2 separate regions of the Sparus aurata genome follow, and region 2 is linked to region 1. A link is a contact called in public Hi-C data. All regions are on one chromosome and are shown on one strand. The core of a region is the stretch at or near the end of the contact, and the rest is flanking DNA. Distances in the headings are between cores, read along the strand shown.

The links. Hi-C and Micro-C count contacts between places; a contact is called where the count stands out from the background.
Region 2: a contact with region 1 is called in a Hi-C map of an unstated tissue, with 12 times the contacts expected there. The contact joins the promoter of LOC115574586 here to the promoter of LOC115573552 in region 1. A contact is called at or near these places in 2 of 2 Hi-C or Micro-C datasets (skeletal muscle and an unstated tissue).

What each region holds. Positions count from the first base shown.
Region 1 is chr22:10,257,120-10,263,976 of fSpaAur1.1, forward strand. It overlaps LOC115573552 (NACHT, LRR and PYD domains-containing protein 3-like), which reads right to left and starts at 3,461. Exons shown (of 14, transcript XM_030404365.1): 1 at 3,412-3,461; 2 at 3,179-3,235; 3 at 2,770-2,877; 4 at 2,578-2,676; 5 at 1-107. The coding sequence starts at 2,858. It overlaps fam184ab (family with sequence similarity 184 member Ab), which reads right to left. Exons shown (of 23, transcript XM_030405412.1): 23 at 5,102-6,168. The coding sequence ends at 6,084.
Region 2 is chr22:10,447,130-10,453,986 of fSpaAur1.1, forward strand. LOC115574586 (transcription factor 7-like) reads left to right here and starts at 4,074. Exons shown (of 4, transcript XM_030406215.1): 1 at 4,074-4,165. The coding sequence starts at 4,074. It also overlaps LOC115574684.

The sequences.
Region 1 (6,857 bases), core at 2,211-4,710:
TGTCAGAATGGTATTCATCCTTGAAGGTAACAGGCTCAATCATAGATGAGTCACTCTTCATGGACACACCGCTGGGTGCAGGAGAGTCAGGTCTCTGCTGGTGAACCCTGATGACAAACACACAGACAAACCAACGCATCTCTTAAAGCAACATTATGTAGAAATGAGCGTTTTTTTGTGTGTGATTTGGCACTCCTCACAGTTTGTGCACACAGCTGTCGTATATACAAATCCCAGATCTGCAACAAGGTGGAGTGGTTGACACATAGACACCATCCACCCTGTTACAAGACACCGTACCATCAAAATGACTTTGAAGCCGTTATTTTAAGGTAAAAAGCGTGCATGGTAAATGTTCTAGATAATGATTTTTGCTTGAAATAATAATTTTCTCATCCAAACCTCAAAGAACCCTCTGTCTGCAGCAGTTACAGCAATTTGAGATAATCTGAAGAAATCTCACTTCATGCTTCCTGAAGCACCTCCCACACGCGTCCTACAGCCAAGCCGCTCTCCCGACAGCCCAATAGGTTTGAGATCTGGCGACCAGTCCATTACAGAAAGAATACCAGCTGACTGCTTCTCTAAGTAGTTCTTGCATGGTTTGGATCTGTGCTTTGGTTCTTTGTCTTGCTGTAGGATGAAGTTGGCTCAAGCAACGTCCACAGGTTAGGACATGGTGCTGCAAATGGAGTGACAGCCTTCCTTATTCAAGGTCCCTTTGACCCTGTACAGATACTTCTTTCCTACTTCGCTCTTGCTCCGACGTCACCCATCTAAAAACTGCATTTTGATCTCAACTACACGCCTGTACAGTTTTGTGACTGCATCTTGACGTTGTGATGTTATCGTGGTGACAATATATGTCCACAGACAGAATCAAAGTCACTTCTCTGGTAGTTCCCGCCAAAAACAGTGTCTCCAGGACCACACTTTACCATGATGACACACACACACAACCAGGGGTGGATTGTCCATCGGGAGTACCGGGACTTTTCCCGGTGGGCCGGTCACTAATGGGCCGATGGACGGCCGTTTTTCATTTTATTTCTGTTTATTTATTGGAAAAATTGAGGGAAAGGAAAAGAAAAGCTGTAGCAGCACAGGCTGCTAAATGTAAAACAATTCCGCAGATATTTGCTGCAGGGTCCGGCCTGGCCGGGGCGTGCAGCACCGATGCTGCAGCTTCAGCAGCGGGTCCTTCACGTGAGTCTGACAGTGAGTCTGAAGAGAGTGAGGCTCCCATTACCACTGAGCTTATGGTGCAGGAGGAGGCTGAAAACACAAGTGTTGAGGAAGACTCTCCACCATGTTGATTCAGTGAGTATTACAATGAACAATGTCAAAGACTGTTCTTCTTTGGGTGGTGTTCCCATTAATTCGAACTGCACCCTTGTGGCCAGAGTGAGCCACATACAGACAAATTTTTTTTTTTTTTTTAAAGATTTTTTTCTGGCATAGACACCTTTATTAATCAGTAGACAGATAGGAAATATGGGAGAGAGAGGGGGATGTGACATGCAGCAAAGGACCTCCGGCCGGAATCGAACCAGGGTCGGCTGCGTATGTGGCATGCGCTCTAACCACTCGACAACCTGCGCGCCCACATACAGACACATTTAATACTAAAATCTAAGATAATGCGATGTCATAATTTGACCCAATCATTAGTCCTCTCTTTCTCTCTCTCCGTCTCTCTCACACAGGTTGGCCATTTGTTTGAGGAGATGTTCCCCTCCTGTTTATGAAAACTATGTTTAAAGCAGGCAGTTCATCAATGGCCTGTCACTCTGTGAGTATTGTTGTGAGTTAGTGTATTAAGTACTGGGTTGTTCATTTATTTAGGATTCAAGAACATGAATGGAATGGATATTGCAAAATAATCACTTAAATAATGTTGTCTGTCTTTCACAGGGCTGAGGAGGGCTTTATATTTGTTCCAGTGTGTGCTTTGAGAGGAACCTACAGTTGTGCTGCCAGTGTCCTGGTGTTCTTTAGCCAGCATCCTCCTTGTAAGAGCAATACACTTACTTTCCTCTTTTCTTGGCTGTCTATTATACATTTATTTTAGTGAAGACGTGAGAACTTGAATGGATAGTGTTCAGTAATCACTTAAATAATGTATACATCTTTTGTTGTCTGTCTTTCACAGGGCTCTCTATTTGTGTGTTTTTGAGTGACCTACAGTACCTGGCTGCCAGCCTGCCAGTGCCATGATTCACTGCTTGTACCTGTGTGAGTGAGTGACAAATAAACACTCTTGAATCTTAAATCCTTTCTCCAGTATCCCTCCTAAGAGCAAGTGAGCAACACACTGTGTAGTTATCATTTATTTTATTCAAGGCTTCAGAATATAAAGGGATATTGTTTAGTATGGTGGTATTATTAAGAGCTTGTGTGTTTGTATGTACATCAACTGGGCGAGTTGGCACAATATCTGCGCGCAGATTGTAGTGGGCCGGTCTGGACCAAAAAGTCCAGGGCCAAATTTTTGTCCCAGTCCACCCCTGCTCACAACATGAAAACGTTATCAGCTGACGCTGCAGAGGAACAAACTCTTCTGCTCTATATTCTTACTTTTCTTCATCCTTGAAGGTTACAGGCTCAATCATGGATGAGTCACTCTTCATGGACACACCGCTGGGTGCGGGAGAGTCCGACCTCTGCTGGTGAACCCTGATGAGAACACACACAGAGCTTTGACTGTGAATAATGATGGTGGCGTGATTCTATCTGAGAGTCTTGGACAGTTAGAGATCCTCATCTCACCTCTGAGCTCCGGTCCGGCCGTCGTGTTCCTCACACAGAGTGGCTGTAGAGAGACGGACCTCCTCCTCTGTCTCCTCACGAGGATTCATCCTCACAAAGAGTCCACACCTTCACACAGACACAGCAACATGCTGTCACATGTCAGGTATTTATAGTCCTCCTCTCTGTCACATGACAAAGGTACAGAGCTCACACAGAAACACACAAATCAGACAGTTTACATGACAGAAATGTTGTCAGCCGTTTTATTTATTAAAGTTGGACTAAGTGCCACTTAGACTACATGTAGAAGTATAAGGAAGTACTTTTACTGTGATGTGAAGAGAAATCCTGATAAAGAACAAGGATCAGTCTCTTTTTTTTTACTTAGATGTTAAATAAAAAGCATTTTTTTCCAGAAGCAGCTCACCTGTACTTTGACTTTAACTGTAGTCAGCCCTGTTTGTGACCTCTTTTCAAGTATTTTCTGAAAAACAAACAGAGCTATGAAAACACCTCGACCCCTTGAGCACCTCTCACTTTCAACCAGCTTGCACACCGACGGTTAGCTGTGTCAAACAGATGCGAGACAAAAACATTCAGATAACATGAGTCATAGCCGGAGACAAGAGAAGAAATCTGACATGAAAAACACAAACATACCTCTTGGTGTGGAGGCAGCAACTAGTTCTGCGTCACCAGAGAGTGAAAGTGAAAGTTAGAGACAGAAAGTAAACTTCACGTCTTCTTTTTTTTTTTTTTTTTTTAAAGTTAACACTCAGGGCTTTTTACAACACGGTGTCTGACAAAACAAAACTGCACAATTACTTATCCTGGGTGTACTAATACTAATCCTCTCAGTGCAAGTTAAAACATTATGTTAGGAGTTATGACAGGTCTGATCTAATAACAGGCCTATGAGCTGCTTTTCATTATTGCATGTTATTTTTTACAGTGTTTTATTGCATTGGAATATTTCTTCCACCACTGCAAAAAGTGTTGTAAGATGTGTCCATAAAGTTCAACAAACCTGGGACAGACAACTATACTTTATAGTTTCTTTGCTGTTCAGACAGCTGCATCCAACACATCTGTCATTGTCTCTGTACCTCCTCTTCTTCTTCTGTCTTCATCATCATCATCATCATCTTCTGTGCGTCATCTCACAGTCACTCCCTGTCTTTCATCTCAGAAGTTGACTAGGTGTTATGTTTATTCTGACAGCGCACTTTCTATCTTTATCTTTATATACTTTCTTATATTTTATACAGAAAACCTGTTTGTTCCTTCAACGTCTCACCTTGCATGTTGTGTAGTTTTCCACGGTGCTGTCTTGACCAAACAGTTCAATCTATGTTTAAAACAATATACTTAAAAAACCCAACACTGCAGACTAAATCTAAAAAAAATCAAAATTGTTTCTGTGGGTCAGCTATACTTCCTGTTATAAAGACTTTTATGTCAAACTAGTGATGAAGACAGTGACAGCCACTGCTGCTGTCATGTAGTGTCTCTGCAATCTGCCCGGAGAGAGATTTACTTTCTCATGAATGTCAAATGAATTCATCAAGCACAATCCAAGTTGGAACAGACTGCAGGTTCAGATTTCAGAGCAACCAGGTGTGTGTGTGTGCACGATCACATTCGAATGCAGCGGTCAAGAGATACTGTGCCACCCCGGCATAACCCTGCTGCTTTATTACAATCATTTCTAAATATCATTTTTCTGTGTTTATTTTCCCGGTCTAATGTTTAGCATTTCTGTATTCTATTTGGATCTTTATTTGTTTATTTAGTTATTATCTTATTTTCACTATTATAATGGAACGGATTTTATTTATATTTTTATTTTATTTATATTTATGTATAACTTTAAGTAACCTTATCTATATTTTGTGATGTGACTGATTTGAATAATATAAAATAAAAATGGCAAATCATGAAAAAATGAAGTAAAGGTAAATCTTACTTTACTATATTCTACTATATATTACTAAAGCCGAATTTACTTAAAATTTGCCGTTCATTAATGATGGTTACTTTAAAGTGTAATCTATCAAAATGGAGCTTATATTACTATTAATGTAGTTGGTGTTATGTGTATAAATCAGCTTTTTAAATTTTTCTAAAATACAAAAACTATCGTGATCAAGCCTGTTGACACAACAGCGATAAAATCATTCAAACCTAACACAACTTCAACATTTGAAACCTTTTCTGCCTTAAAAATGTGCTGTAGCTCAATATTAAAGTCACTGATGACCTTCCATGATCTTCCATCTCTTTAAAAATTCTGCAACATTAAACAGTGTGAACCACTTACTCATTCAAATAAATGACAAACAAACACAAGTAAATGTCACAATAATTATTTATTAAGCATACACATTATAATATAAATATAAAATATGCTATTTTTGTTTTTAAAATTGGTGAGACATCATTATATCTGTGTTGAGACAGACAACCATACAAACAGGTTTTAATATTCTACCAAAATCTGCTGAAACTTCTATGCAGCTGTAACAAACTCGCCATGATGGTGCCGTCCTAAAACCAGAGCCTATGTTCATGGAGCATATCAGAGAAGTGTGACTGATCTAGGATCAGGTCCGTGGAAATGTCACCGTTGATGAGGAGGGCGAACTGGTCGTAGATCAGCGCTCCTAGTCTAAGATGCTGTATGCAGTGGGCCCACGTACAGAGAGAGCACAATAACCTACCGTATATTTCTTTATATATATGTTTCTTACTGGAGTCCAACAATGGCAATTAGCAGCATGATAATGCACCACTCAATTTTTTTTTCTAGTTCCATGAAACTGCAAAAAAAAAAAAAAATTAAAAATAAGTCAGGAAGTAAAGAAATCAAATAAACATCGAAACAGACTGATGATCATTGTCACTGTACTAAGAGAGAAACTCATCCACAGTGAAACAATCAGAGAGAATCAAACAATCAAATCAGATCAGAGTGATGACGTCTGACGGTCAGGATCCGTTCACTTTCCCCTCAGCCACCGACAGGAAGCGGCTCATCTTCACATCATTCACCGGAGCGAGGATGAAGGACATCGAGCTCCGTCGAACTGACCAATGACAAATTTAATCCTCAAACCACGAATTAGACTTCCAGCTGACTGCGTCTGAAGTGAACCGATCCCCACACCGATCAATGACAATAAATAACAAATAGTTTGAACATTTTTTCTCATTTTTTTCAGCGTTTTTTTTTTATTATTATTATTTTTTCTGATCTCAGTTTTTTTTTTCTTTTTTCTTCTCAAGTTTGGTTGACATGCTGAATCCTTGTGTTTTGCAGGTTTTGTGGTCAATCAAAAGGAAAAGTACTGAGCGAACCACTCCTGGCGCTGGGCGTCCGGGGAGTCGATGGCGGAGTCAGTCTTTGTTTCAGGAGGGCTGCGGGCGCAAAAATCCCCACCAGGAAGAAAAAGAAAAAAGGAAAACAAAAGACACAGAGAAAGACAAGTCAGGGGAGAAGCCAGAGGATCGTTCAGCGCTGCGCTACACATGACTGAGCGGTGGGAGCAATGTGCGTAAAGTTGGTCTTTGTTTTGACATTTGAGGCTCAGTCCACTTTCCTGCCCTCCTCTTCTCTGTTTGTGCTCAAACTGTAATTCTTCCACTGAGTCGAACACAGAAGTGAGCCGCAGTTCTGCCGCGCTGCACAAAATCAATTTCTGTTTGGATTTGATTTATCGAGCCTGACACAGCACAGCAGCACCACCATCAGATTATATGAATACCGGTGGATTCTTCTTTTACGTTTAAGACGCTCTTCTTCAGACAGGCGCCTAGTTACTGTTGTACGTCTGTATCTCTTTTTCTCTCTCTCTTTTTTTTATGAACGTATGCAACTTTTTGTATTGTTTTTGTATCGTTTTGTTTCTAGTGTGTCTGCGAGGCACTTTGAGCTTCATTTTACGTATTAATATTAATCTAAACCCTTCTAATATAGCTTTTTGTGGTGTAATTCACTATTCTGTCCACAGGGAGGCATAAGAGCCGCTTGCAAGATCCAGTGAGCCACAGCAGAGCAGAGACTTCCCTCCTACATACCAACTGTCTTCATACACTAATTGTCCCAA
Region 2 (6,857 bases), core at 2,824-5,323, 190 kb after region 1:
TTGGATGGTTTTTCCCTTTTCCTAAAATTAATTTGACACAACTGTTGTTGGCTGAAACTGGAGTTTGTCTGGTGTCGGACTGCTGTCATTTGGATAACTCTGAGTCGCTGTTTTCATTGTTGACATCCTACAACTGAAGTTGAACTCTGCCTGACCAACATTTTAATTTGTTTGCATGAAGATTGATCTGTTTTCTTGCTTTTTTCCTTTCCCTTTATTTCTGTCAATCTTGCCCTTTCTTACCCTTTATTTCTGTCTCACTTTTGCCATTTTAGTCTTTATTTTGCGTTCTATTCCTTTCTTACTTTGACTTTCCTACTCTTTCTTGGCTTTTTCTCTTCCCTTTCTTATTTTGTTCTCTTTCTTTCTTTCTTTCTTTCTTTTTTGTTCCATTTGGATGTTTTGTTTTCTGTCTTTACTTCTCCCCAGCTGCTGCAAACAGGTTTTACATAGCCACTACTTTGCAAAAGTTTGGAGTCACCTATGTTGACATTGGTATTTTTCTTACTTCAACAGCTTTGTCCCCAAAAGAAAAACAAAAGATTAAGAATTCCATATGTCGACGTCCCCACAGTGTTAGACGACAGGTGAAAATATTGTTGTTGCCACTTTTCAACCTCAAACATGCTTTGATTTTGAATTTGTTTTCCAGTCCAGAGAGGCGTAACTGACCCTGGATCATTATTGAACCCCAACCGCTGATATTCTGTGATCCAGTAGTACAGTTAAACTTTTTCTGCAAACCCTTCATGCAATCTTACATCGATTTGTGAAACAGGAGTTGCTGCAACCTAAACGCATTAGAAAAAGACCAAATCAAAATATTGTGTAGTCTTCAAGTTTTTGTGGGGAGTGATTCCAAACTTTTTTTAACAGTAATAAATGAAAGAAAAAACTACCTCCGAAATTCCGTTTGTCTTTCGGCAAAAATTAGATTGAGTGGATGAGGCGGCATCAGATAAAACTGGAGGAAAACAGACTCCGGTGTTGGATTCAGCAGAGTAATAAGGCTGCGGAGGAATAACAGCACAGCTACTCAAACAACAGAATTCTTTATGATAATACATCACAGAGAATACAATCATGCTCCGATACTGTATCCACTGTTTTTGTCTGTCAGAGGATTAAATTCAGACACGGCCGCAGCTTGCATACTGTTCATATACGGCGTAGTAATACGCCGTGTGGTGAAACATCCATCAAATTGTTTACAAGAAACTCTAAGAACTTTTTCAATAAAAGTATTAAAAACGAGGAAGTAAAAAAAGCCTAAATACGAGAAAAAAACCCTGAAGTCTATCTTGTCTCTCCGTTGTTCAATAAAAGATGAGCTCAAGAGAGAAAAACACTTCTTCCTCCAGGGTTACTGTGGCTCAGCAGATTTACTCTCATTCCCTCTCTGCACACACACACACACACACACACACACACACACACACACACACACACACACACACACACACACACACACACACACACACACAGACTTGAATCAGGGAGTTTTCAGGAACACAGATGCAGAGGTTGCGTCCTCGCCTGTTCTGTATTCTGCGGCTGCTGAATGAAAGTTGTTTACTATTTAAAGCTCCACTCTGTTCCTCTTGTTTAAACGGAGTCTAATCCGAGTCCTCTGTTGTTCTGCAGGTAGACCAAAGGAGGAGGGGAGCTAAAAACAGGGAAGAGGAAGGAATGGGAGTGAAAAGCAGACAAATGATGGGAGAAGAACTGAGGTGAGGGTGAAGTGTTGGAGGGCGGATGAGATAGGAGGATGGTGGCATGATAATGAACCCAACTTCAGTGGTTTGCTTACAAAAAACTCATTTTTAAAGGAGAAATTTGTGATATATGGCTCAAAAATCTAGTTTAAAACATAAAAAAATATGGCATTATCAACAGAGTGTGAGGGAGCAACAGTGTTGTAATTAGAGACGTAGACTTGTGTTGTGGAGATATCTTCTGAAGTTAGCATGCTAATCAGCTAGCCCTGGTTCATCCTGTCACATAATACCACTTTGTACTGCAAAAGGCCATGGTCCGAATACCACCTGAATTCAAGTTTCTCTCTTTTACAGAGATGTAAATAAAGATAAAGAAAATAAAGAAAATAAAGATGTCGTCACGTCCTGTCACGTCCCCGCCTGCTGCATCTACGACAAGACACAGCTGCCCGGGTCATAGTCCTGGTCAGAGCCGCTGTTAATCGCCTCCATACTCTATCTCCTGTTGTCAAAATAACCCAAGGATAGCTAGCAAAAAGCAGCAAGTTTCAGCTGCTCTGGTGAAACGCTGACCCCTCTGCTTTGGAACTACCTAAGAATTCTGGTCATATTGTACAAAGTACGCCTTTAAAACGACACACTGGTTTGTTACGTGAGTTATGTGCCGGGCTATTTCTTGGCCAGTGCGGCGGCCTCCTGAAGTTTTGTTGTCATCATGAGGCTACCAGGCAACCAGAAGAGACTCCCAAGTGCCTAAATAAGTGGCCAGTAAGTGAAGGTCTCAATACAAGAGTCTTCGTTATCTCTGTGAGTGACTGGTGACCCGTGCAGAATGGGCCTTCCTCCCTATCAGCTACTCTGGTGCTGAATCATACCTACTATTAGATCCTCTCTGCTTTGTTTATGCACATACTGTATTAACAGTCCTGTGGGTCACCTGGCAGCTTGACAGATGACAGATCATACATCATTTCTTTGGATCATTAGAGAGAAAATAAGACAGCGAGCGAGTCCCCGAGGGCTACTTTAGTGTTGAGCTGACTCACAACTTTGTCATATTAACAGTTATTGACACTGATGTCTGGATTAATGACATGTTTCCTGCAAACATTATGCCATTAATTAAACAAATAGGAAACACTGAATCAACCTGTCATTTTAAGGAGAAAACAAGATTTATCCAACAGCCTGTGAGCAAATAATAAACAGGCCAAGAGCTGCTGTTATTCTTGTGTCTTTAACAGACACAGTTTAACTTAAAAAAAATCAATTTTCTTTAAATGTAGTTAATATGCATCCCCGAAAATAAAGTCTTATTAGTAGTTTTTGTAAAACGAGGAGCACTATGTTGTGTTCATGCCACAGGCGTATTATCCAGAATCCAGTCGTTGTGATAAAATGTGCGAAGGTAAATGTGGTGCAGAGATCTCGTACACAGCTCCAGTCAGTGTGTCTCTCTCCATGGTGCTGAATCATTCAGATTCTGAACAGTGTGTCTCTTTATTGTGCTGATGCAGTCCAAACCGGCCTGTCTTTGTCTCTGACAACCTCTGTGTCTACATCTGCCGGCCCCCCCGAAACCGACCAGAACACCAAAGCAGCCACCTGGAAACCCAGTAACGACAACAAACACCGAGCCGAGACCCAGATCACCACAGCGCCGTCTTCACAGCCCACACAAGCTTTGCTCGGGCAGCAATAAAACAATTCCAAGTCACGTGTTTTTCTTTCCCCATGTCTTCCTTAAAATGATGTGAAACCTCGGTGATTGTAAATCAAATTTTGTGACTCCTTCTCAGACTCACCACTGCTTTCTCTGACTGAGGGCAATCCACCTTTGTGCTGTAACTAATGGGACGCTGAGGCGCACGGAGGTTTCTGGGTGTTTAGACATCAGGTTTTAAGTGGTAATGTTGCCAGAGGCTGAGCGCTGTACATGCAAGATTAGTTAAAGACCAAAAATATGAAAGGACCTTTTAGGGTCGGTTGGATGCTGGTGGAGGATGTTTGTGAGCTCAAATGGAAGTGAAATCATAAAAAACTAATGTAAGATTATAAAATATAAAATATAAATAATGGGCATTAAGATTTTAGGTGAAAGTAAATGTAATGGCGGTCAGCCCGGTGTGTTCATCTTCACACAGCCCTCTGCTGCCCCCTGCTGGTCATTAGGAGTACATGGCGTTGAACTCAACTGTGAAAATGTGGAAGCCTTGATGTCTTTCAGATTAAGATGTGTGAACATGTTTGGTTTCTCTTATTAATGTCATTTATCTGGACAATCCAATGTTCCAGTCTGGGGTTGTTTTGGCCTCCAATCTTTGGAGACTCTTTGGTACATACTGCGGCAGGATCATGAGCCCAACCACACCTCAGAGCTTTGACACAGCTACATGGGGACCAAAGAAGACCGTGGAGTCCAATGCTGCCGTGAAATTTCCTCAACAGTAACCTGACTTCAACCCCTTTCAACATTTATCGGGGGACATGAAGTCTGAGACAGCAAAGCGGCCTGTGACATCACAGGAAGCTTTGTGGAAACTCTCAGAGCATGCTGGGACAACGTGAGTCAGCAGCTTTTACTCCAACTTGTGGAGTCCATGCCAGCTCGAGTGCATGCTTTTATTAAAGCAAAATGGGGACATACAAAATACCAAGATATTCTGAAATGAATGCACATTTTTAAAGAATCCTCTTTACACCCAAACTATTCTTTTTTTTTAACAATTAACACTTGATGAATGATGAAGGCACACATTTCATGGCAGTACAATAAACAATGCTTCGGTGTTTTATTGTTACTTGAGATTTCATTGAAGTTTTTTTTTTCTCCTTTTTTACAAAATGAACCAAAACACTGACAAAGAGGAAGATTTCATGTAGATAATCTGAATAAATATGAGCTTGTTTGCTAAATATTTAGTCAGTGTTTATCCATTGTAGAAACCATAACTTGTAACAAACAATATTGGAATATATTAAACAGTATTTCATAATCATAATACCAAGATTATGGAGCATTTTCTCTTTTCAGATCAAAATTATATCAACAATATTATATCATTAATCCCATCCCAGAGCTATATGCATTAAAAATGAGTTCATGATGATGAGTCATGAAAGACATATTTGGCCCTGGTGCTTGTTGCTCTGATGGACTTTAAACCAGCTCAGAAAGAACCAGAAGATCCAGACCCGTGTCAGACCTTCAGCATTTAAATCTGGACGAACTCAGTCGTCTGGGTACGAAGATAAAGGACCCTGCTGGTGACTGTCGTTATCCTGAAGAAGTCTGTTTGCTAAGAGAGCTGGTGTGAAATGTGTTTGCCTCATGCAGTCACTCCTATAAACACAGTCACTGCTTATAGTTTCCTTCCTGTAAAATGAATGACACTGGATACCCCCCCCCCCCCCCCCAAAAAAAAAAAAAAGAATTCTCCTATCAGGGAAACATTCGATTGGTCCCAGTCATCTGAAAGCAATGAAGGATGAACCCAGACCGACAGCTTCTTTTAATCTTTGTGGGACGAAGCCGAGGTGATAAAGAGGAACAATTGAGCCAAATGATCTTTTCCTATTTCTGCTAGCCGCTCATGTCCCACGGCGGCGGTTCAGCCAGATAAGAAAAATGTTCTCAGTCTCTCAGTGGCCAGATAAGATGCCCGGCAAAAAAGGGACAAGTTTGTAGTGAGTCTGCAGACGGAGTGGCCTCTGTGTTTGTGATGAGTATCTTTTCACAACATTTCACAGGCTCCTTCGTGCTCTTCATCACTCCAAATATAGTAGAAGGATGAATATGTTTCTATATAAAGTGGTCCAAACTGAGGACAACCATTTCATGACTAACGGTTCATTCTAATGTTAATTTAGTTCTTGTTCAACCAGGAGACACCAGAGTGCATTTGCCTTGAGGGGGTGTACTTGGTCTTGGAAGAAAGGAAGGAATGAAGGATGGGAGAAAGAAAGAAAGAAAGAAAGAAAGAAAGAAAGAAAGAAAGAAAGAAAGAAAGAAAGAAAGAAAGAACATGTTGACATTGTGGTACCTGCCTCCTCTTCTGCTGTAAACAAAGCCACCCAGTGCGTCATGCCTTCTCTCCAATAGAGAGTCTGGAAATAAAGAATACCGACAAGTATGAATAGATTTACCTGAAGAACAGAAAATCAAACTCTCAGTGCATGTATTTAGATTTAAATGCATCATGTAAGCACAAGCAGGAAAAGGTCTAAAAACTGGATTTTGATATAGGTGTTGTCTTGGCGTCTGATTATAAAGCACCCAGTTGAAAGCCCGGTCATGTCAGTTGATTTGAGCTTTTGAGGACACCTGTATCATCCCAGGGCAAATAAAAGCAGCGCAGGGTTCACGAGGATCAGAGGAACCAAATCACCACAAGAGAAGATTTAAAAAATGAAAACATCAACATTACGGAGTACATGGCGTTGAACTAAAAAAACAAAGAACAAAAAAACACTCAGAGCCATAGAAATTAGAGCAGTCCTACCTTTACAATCAGTTATTTTTAGAGTACTAATATAGATATGTTATGAAGTTATGCAAGAAGCCATCTTTTACTCTCTTTTAGTTGTCAGTTGTCATTCAAGTCTCTGGATTCAGCATGTAACCAAATGTGTACCTGTGATATATAACCTATGAAGGAACTGATTTGACAGATGGTCAGAATATTGCAGATGACAAGGTATGCAGTCAATTATTCAAATATTTTATAAGACATGTTATAATGTAATACACGCAAACATTTACACTTGTAATGCAAGTATATGAAAAATAAGCAAAATACATCTTGTATTAAAAACGCTGAACATCTTTCTCAGACAAGCTGCTCTGTTGTTCAAAGCCGTGTCTCCAGTGAAGGAGCAGCAGCGCCCTCTGCTGTCTGTCACGGAGAAGGTAAAAAGCTTACAACACCTGGTATTCCCAGGCGGTCTCCCATCCAAGTACTAACCAGGCCCGACCCTGCTTAGCTTCCGAGATCAGACGAGATCGGGCGTGTTCAGAGTGGTATGGCCGTAAGCGAAGGCTGAGGAGACAAACACGCGATTTATACATGTTCAACAGTTATGTCTCCGAGAAAACACTGGACAGCGCCCGTGGTTTGATCCCGGGGTGGGATAGAGACC